Linked DNA regions of Mus musculus: region 2 is linked to region 1. The links are chromatin contacts, called in public HiChIP or PLAC-seq maps. All regions are on one chromosome and are shown on one strand. Each heading gives the region's core, a stretch centred on a gene start, on an enhancer-like site or on the middle of the called end of the contact. The rest is flanking DNA. Distances are from core to core; before and after follow the strand shown. Region 1 holds the start of H2bc18 (H2B clustered histone 18). Region 2 holds the start of Pex11b (peroxisomal biogenesis factor 11 beta).

Region 1 (3,300 bases), core at 594-3,093:
CTTTGGAACGTTGGGCTTGGAAAGTTTGTTAAGAGCTCTGTCGGATGTTGTGTAGGAGCTTGGAAGATAATGTTGAGAACAGTGCAGAAGATGGAGGCCTGGCTTGTGAAATTTCAGAGGGAAAATTAAAGACTCTTTTCAGGGCCATTGCTGTTTTGATTGTGAAGATTCTGTAGTTCTGGTTAGCTGGGGCTGAAGAATCAGCTGTGATTGACAAGATACCAGAACTACTAAAGCAAAAACTTTGCATTACTGGGACTATTGATGCTGGTTAGCTGGAGCTAAGAAATTAGCGGTGATTAAGAAGAGACCAGCATCATTGAGGTGACATCTTCTGGGAAGTGTTTTCTGAGAGCACAGTGGCTTTGTTCCAGATATAGCCAAAGTTGTACCTTGTGCTGTGGCTGGGCTTGGTAATGTGTAAGGGTCACCCAGGTGGTACTGGTTTTGAAGGCATGAAGGAGTTGAGCAGAGCAGCTGAGGCTTGGCACTGTGAGAGGCCATGGAAGGCCATTGGTGAAAGTGCAGCCTCAGTTGCAATTGATGGCCCAGGACTGAAGGGGTCATGCCGTGTTTTGGAGATGCCAGTACCATGAGATGACCACCAAGAGCAGCAGCAGCAGCAGTGGAGTACAGGCATCTGGAGCCTAGAGGATGACGCGTGTGCTACAAAGGGCATGGCTGGAGAAGTGACCCAAGGCCTTGGAGGAGCCCAGAAGATCGTAAGTTGGATCCCAGACATTGGACGGTTGGAGATTGACTTTTGCTTTTGATTGTGACTGTGCCCTGATAGTTTCCCTCTTGAAGGAAGAAACTGTTTTAGTGGAGCCCACAGTTAAGAGACTTTTAATTGTAAAAAGACTTCGGATTTTAAAAGAGATGGATATTTTAAAGAGATTGAAATTTTAAGAATATGTAAAGACTGTGGGACTTTTAAAGTTATTTAGACCTTGGGGATGAATAAGAATGTAAGGGTTGAGGCTTACTAGTGATGTGTTTGTGTGTCAAGTTGACAAGGGGTCAATTGTACTGGCTAGTTTTGTGTCAACTTGACACAGCTGGGGTTATCACAGAGAAAGGAGCTTCAGTTGAGGAAATGCCTCCATGAGATTCAACTCTAAGGCATTTTCTCAATTAGTGATCAAGGGGGAAAGGCCCCTTGTGGGTGGGACCATCTCTGGGCTGGTAGTCTTGGGTTATATAAGAGAGCAGGCTGAGCAAGCCAAGACACCGCCCAACACTTTGAAACGCTCGATGTTGCACCAGAGCGCTGCAGGGTAACAGACTCATCATGGCTTAACCTTACCTGCTAGATCAGACCCTTAGTGCTTACAGTCTTTTTTTGAGAACTAAAGTGGCTCTGAAAAGAGCCTTTTGGGTAAAGCCGATCAATCACGTCTCTGCTGCACTTCACTTGGAGCTGGTGTACTTGGTGACGGCCTTGGTGCCTTCCGACACAGCGTGTTTAGCCAACTCTCCCGGCAGCAGCAGACGCACGGCTGTCTGGATCTCCCGGGAAGTGATGGTCGAGCGCTTGTTGTAATGCGCCAGACGGGAAGCCTCACCTGCGATGCGCTCGAAGATATCGTTCACGAAGGAATTCATGATTCCCATAGCCTTAGATGAGATGCCCGTGTCGGGGTGCACTTGCTTCAGGACCTTGTACACGTAAACAGAATAGCTCTCCTTGCGGCTGCGCTTGCGCTTCTTGCCATCTTTCTTCTGCACTTTCGTGACAGCTTTCTTAGAGCCCTTCTTTGGGGCAGGAGCAGACTTCGCTGGATCCGGCATTTTCCTCCGCGTCTAAAGATGCAACGTAAGGTAGACCGGGCAACTACGAACTGTTTCAGCGCGGCTTGCTATGCGGTACTTATAGAGCTTGTATGCAAATGAGGTTTCACACGGTATTCCATTTTTATTGGTTGATTTACAGCAGAGTCAGCGTCAAGGAGGCGGAGCCTACTCAAACCGATTCTGGTTGCGAGCCTTGGTGGTGCTTAGAGGAAATTCTTTCTAGCCAATCGCAGCCTTCCATTTCATGCTAGCCTGTTATTGAGAGCGGCAGTTTTGCCTCAGCTGTTCTTTATGTTCCCTTCGCTTACAGATCCTTAAAACACCAGGTTGAAATAAGTTAACTATCGCTCTTAGGTATCACGCTTGGAATTTTGGGGCTATTTTTCAGGTTCACAGTTCTGAGACCCTAATTAGAACTCCTTTTTTGGACTGGCCCATATTTGAGTAGTGAGCTCAAGACCAGCTCTAAATGGAATAAACCTGGGATAAGGAATGTGATTACTGGTAACTGTTAGGCCTGACACACTTGAGGGCGTATTTGAAACACTGAAAATCAATTTGCAAAGCTGACACAGCTACTTTCATCGACAACGTAGGTGGCTCTGAAAAGAGCCTTTGTGGGGGATGGAAGGGAAACAGGGCGCTTAAGCGCGCTCCCCACGGATGCGGCGGGCCAACTGGATGTCCTTGGGCATGATGGTGACGCGTTTGGCGTGGATGGCGCACAGGTTGGTGTCCTCGAACAGCCCCACCAGGTAGGCCTCGCTCGCCTCCTGCAGCGCCATGACGGCCGAGCTCTGGAAGCGCAGGTCCGTCTTGAAGTCCTGCGCGATCTCGCGCACCAGGCGCTGGAACGGCAGCTTGCGGATCAGCAGCTCGGTCGACTTCTGGTAGCGCCGGATCTCCCGCAGCGCCACGGTGCCGGGCCGGTAGCGGTGCGGCTTCTTCACGCCGCCCGTGGCCGGGGCGCTCTTGCGGGCGGCCTTGGTGGCCAGCTGCTTGCGCGGGGCCTTGCCGCCGGTGGACTTGCGGGCGGTCTGCTTCGTACGGGCCATATTTTTGCGACTTCGGCTTGCAGACGCCAAGTGGCCATACTTATAGACTTATCTTCGTCTTGATTGGGCCCAGAAAGCAGGAGTTTCTGGACTTGCAGTCTGATTGGGTAGAATTCGATCCTATTTGCTGAGTTTCAAGATGGTTACACTATTCCTTCTCTCCTGATACTTTTCCTTCCTGTATTTATGAACCGCAGAGGGTTTTAAAAAGATAGTGCTTTTCAGTTGATGTAACTTTCCTAAATGCAGTGTTTAAAGTGTTTCTCACGCAGTGTGCTCTTCTAACAGGTTTCTTTGGAAACAAACTTGCCCTTTTCATGTTCTGCGATTCACTTTGTAGCGAGTCACCAGATACTGTAGCTCTTCTCTGACAGTTAGCATTTATTTAACTTCAGGCTTTGTGCCCAGTGATTTGAACGCATTGTACCACGGCCGAAAGATGACAAAACGA
Region 2 (3,085 bases), core at 14-2,513, 370 kb before region 1:
ACAGGCATACTGGGCGGCCCTGGAGGGGAGGACACGTAGAGTAAGGGACAGGCCTCCCTAACCCCTCTGCCAACCATATCCTCCGTGGGCTGGTGAGGCGGTTAAGAGCACTTGCTCTTGCAGGGGACCCGGGTTCCACTCCCAGCACCCACACGGTGGCTCATAACTGTCTGTAACTCTAGTTCCAGGGATCCACCACTCTCTTCTGTCCTTTGCAGGCACTAGACACACATGTGGTACACATACATTCTTGCAGACCAAACACTCAGACAAATAATAATTGGTAAACAAAAACCCCACCAGGGACACTTCCTCGGTTTCACACCAATATCTTTCCATTTTTTTCCTCAAAGCCAGGGGAAGGGAAAGACATGCGAGGAAAATAAAGCCTAGAAGATGGTGGAGAGCACTCTTTGGAGTTAAGAGACTAAGAGTTTTGAAAATGATGAGGCCTAAAGTTTAGGGCCAGTAAGCAGCCCGGGGTTCATCGCAGACGTCCACACTGCGATTTTATACATGAAACACGACAGAGGAAGATCTAGTTGAAGGGCAGATTAGTTCTCCGGGTAGGTAAACTAAGAGATAGATTAAGGTTCTTGGACTGATGGAAACCGAAGAAGAGCCGAGATAGCGAGGCTCCTAGGTCACAACTGGTGAGAGGACGCAGAACCGAGAGGATCGCCCCTCGTGCCACCACAGCAGCGAGGAAACTGTTGCTCTCTGTGGACACAGTAAACCTAGGTGGCCTCCCCGCTGGCCCACTCATGCCTCAGTTTCCCCATCTTTCCCTTGAGCAGGGAAGAATCATCTCACAACCGGCTGCGGAGTACGCCTCCGGGGCCGCGCGGGCCCCCGTAGCCACAGCTGACCCTTAGGGACCCCGTAGCGCGCCCGTCGCCTCGCGGGACCCTGCTCTGCCCTCCCGCCCGCGCTCCTCCGTCGGCCGCACCTACACAGCCGCTCCCGGGCTTGGCTCTGAGCACTGAAGCGGACCCAGGCGTCCATGACAGCGGCAGCCCGGGCCCACGGCGCAGCGGCCCGCCTGCTTCCAGCCCCAAGTCACGCCTCCTGGGCGAGCAACGGGGCTTCGCGAGGGACAAACGGCGGCAGGAAAGCCAAGCAGCCGGAGCCGGCCTTGAAGTGGAATTTCAGGACGCGAAGCGAGATCGTGGGTGCATTTCCGGCAGCTCACCCTTCTCTGGGATGGTCTCCGGCTTTTAAGCACGCCCCTAGGAGCACATTCTGCTTTAAATTCTCAGCAGCAAGGGGTGGGGCCTGCGGGAGCCAGGAGGCGCTGTAGGTTGCCGCCAAGGCGCACACGCCACCCGCCCCAAACGCCCAGAACAGCAGAAGCCTGTCCTAGACTATTTGTCCTAGGGAAAGCGGATGTAATGAGATGCCGCTTGACAACGATGGTCTGCTATACTCAAAGATTGGTGCCTAGCCCAATTGTCATCAGAGAGGCTTCACACAGCAACTGGTAGAAACAAAGGCACAGACCCACAGCCAAAAGTTAGGCAGACCTTGGAGAATTTTGCATAAGACAAGGGGAAGGACTGTACAAGAAAATGCACAGAGTCAAGTAAACTGGGCCCATAGGGGCTCAGACTGAACTGCTACAGGGAGCCTGCATGAGACTGCTTCGCACATGCTATAGTTGTGTAGTTTGGTCTTCTTGTGGGACTTCTAACAGCGGGAACAGGGGCTGTCTCTGATTCTGCGGGACCCTTTCCTCCTGCTGTGTTGCCTCATGAAAGACTTAATCAAAGAAGGTGCCTAGTCTTACTGCAACTTAATATACCATGCTGTTGATACCTAACGGAGACCTGCCTTCTTCTGAAGAGAAATGAAGTGGATGGGGAGAGGCAGTAGGGGGGTAAACTCCAGGGGATCCAACACCCTTCTCAAACCTCAGCAGGTACCAGGCATGAACATGGTACACAAGGAAAACACTTTTACACCTTTACACATTATTTAAAAAAAAAAAAAAAAAAAAAAGCGAAGCCGGGCATGGTGGCACCCGCCTTTAATCCCAACACTTGGGAGGCAGAGGCAGGCAAATTTCTGAATTTGAGACCAGCCTGGTCTACAGAGTGAGTTCCAGGACAGCCAGAACTGCACAGAGAAACCCTGTCTTGAAAAACAAAACAAAAACAAACAAACAAAAAAAACTTGCCTGTAGCAGCAATAGCCTGACTATAGTTGTGAGGAGGAAAAAAACCAAAACAACAAAAAACCTACAATATCACAAACAAGATCTCTACAACCACTATAAAAAGAAATCTAGGGCTGGAGTTGGCTCTGCTGCTTTTCTACTGGCTGCTTTTCCAGAAGACAGATTGAATCCCCCATCCACATAGCAGCTCACAGCATCTGTAACTTCTGTTCCAGACGCTCTGGAGCCCTGTTCTAATCTTCTCAGGCACCAGGAACACAGATAGTATATAAACATACATGCAGGCAAAAACCTCATTAGATATTTAAACCAAAACCACTGTGTAGTGGTGGTGCATGCCTTTGATACCAGCCTTGGGAGGAAGAGGCAGGTAGATCTTTCTTTGTGAGTTCCAGACCAGCCTGGAGAAAGAAAGTGGGGTGGGGGTGAGGGAGGAGTCTGGAGAGATGGCTCAGTGGTTAAGGGTACAGTCTGCTCTTCCAGCTCACAACTGTTTCTAACTCCAATATATCTGACATCCTCACTTTACTTTTTTTGTTTTTTTTCGAGACAGGGTTTCTCTGTATAGCCCCGGCTGTCCTGGAACTCACTTTGTAGACCAAGCTGGCCTTGAACTCAGAAATCTGCCTGCCTCTGCCTCCTCTGAGTGCTGGGATTAAAGGCGTGTACCAGCCAAAATTTGAAAATTTTATGGTATAAAGAATGACATTAGGAATAGTAAGAAATTGCCTTTTTTTAAAGATTTATTTATTATTATATGTAAGTACACTGTAGCAGACGTTAGACACACCAGAAGAGGGCATCAGATCTCATTCCAGGTGGTTGTGAGCTACCATGTAGTTGCTGGATTTGGACTTAGGACCTCTGGAAGAGGTGGTTCTTACCCACCCGCTAAGCCATCTCACCAGC

What was found. HiChIP or PLAC-seq counts read pairs in DNA pulled down with a chosen protein or histone mark.
Region 2: an H3K4me3 HiChIP or PLAC-seq map of bone marrow-derived macrophages shows a contact between it and region 1, with 6 times the contacts expected there. The contact joins the promoter of Pex11b here to the promoter of H2bc18 in region 1. A contact is called at or near these places in 6 of 39 promoter capture datasets (the HPC-7 cell line, cranial neural crest, embryonic stem cells and 3 more), 20 of 484 Hi-C or Micro-C datasets (B cells, the Ba/F3 cell line, the C2C12 cell line and 9 more), 16 of 115 datasets of contacts at active chromatin or transcription factors (the 230-238 cell line, the SCID.adh cell line, T-cell acute lymphoblastic leukemia and 9 more) and 3 of 9 other capture datasets (adipose tissue, liver and pancreatic islet).

What each region holds. Positions count from the first base shown.
Region 1 is chr3:96,268,243-96,271,542 of GRCm38.p6, reverse strand. It overlaps H2bc18 (H2B clustered histone 18), which reads right to left and starts at 1,843. Exons shown (of 1, transcript NM_175666.3): 1 at 1,351-1,843. The coding sequence starts at 1,791. The coding sequence ends at 1,411. It overlaps H3c13 (H3 clustered histone 13), which reads right to left and starts at 2,889. Exons shown (of 1, transcript NM_178215.2): 1 at 2,388-2,889. The coding sequence starts at 2,849. The coding sequence ends at 2,439.
Region 2 is chr3:96,633,608-96,636,692 of GRCm38.p6, reverse strand. Pex11b (peroxisomal biogenesis factor 11 beta) reads right to left here and starts at 1,263. Exons shown (of 4, transcript NM_011069.3): 1 at 950-1,263; 2 at 1-19. The coding sequence starts at 1,005. It overlaps Rbm8a (RNA binding motif protein 8a), which reads right to left. Exons shown (of 6, transcript NM_001102407.1): 6 at 2,902-3,085.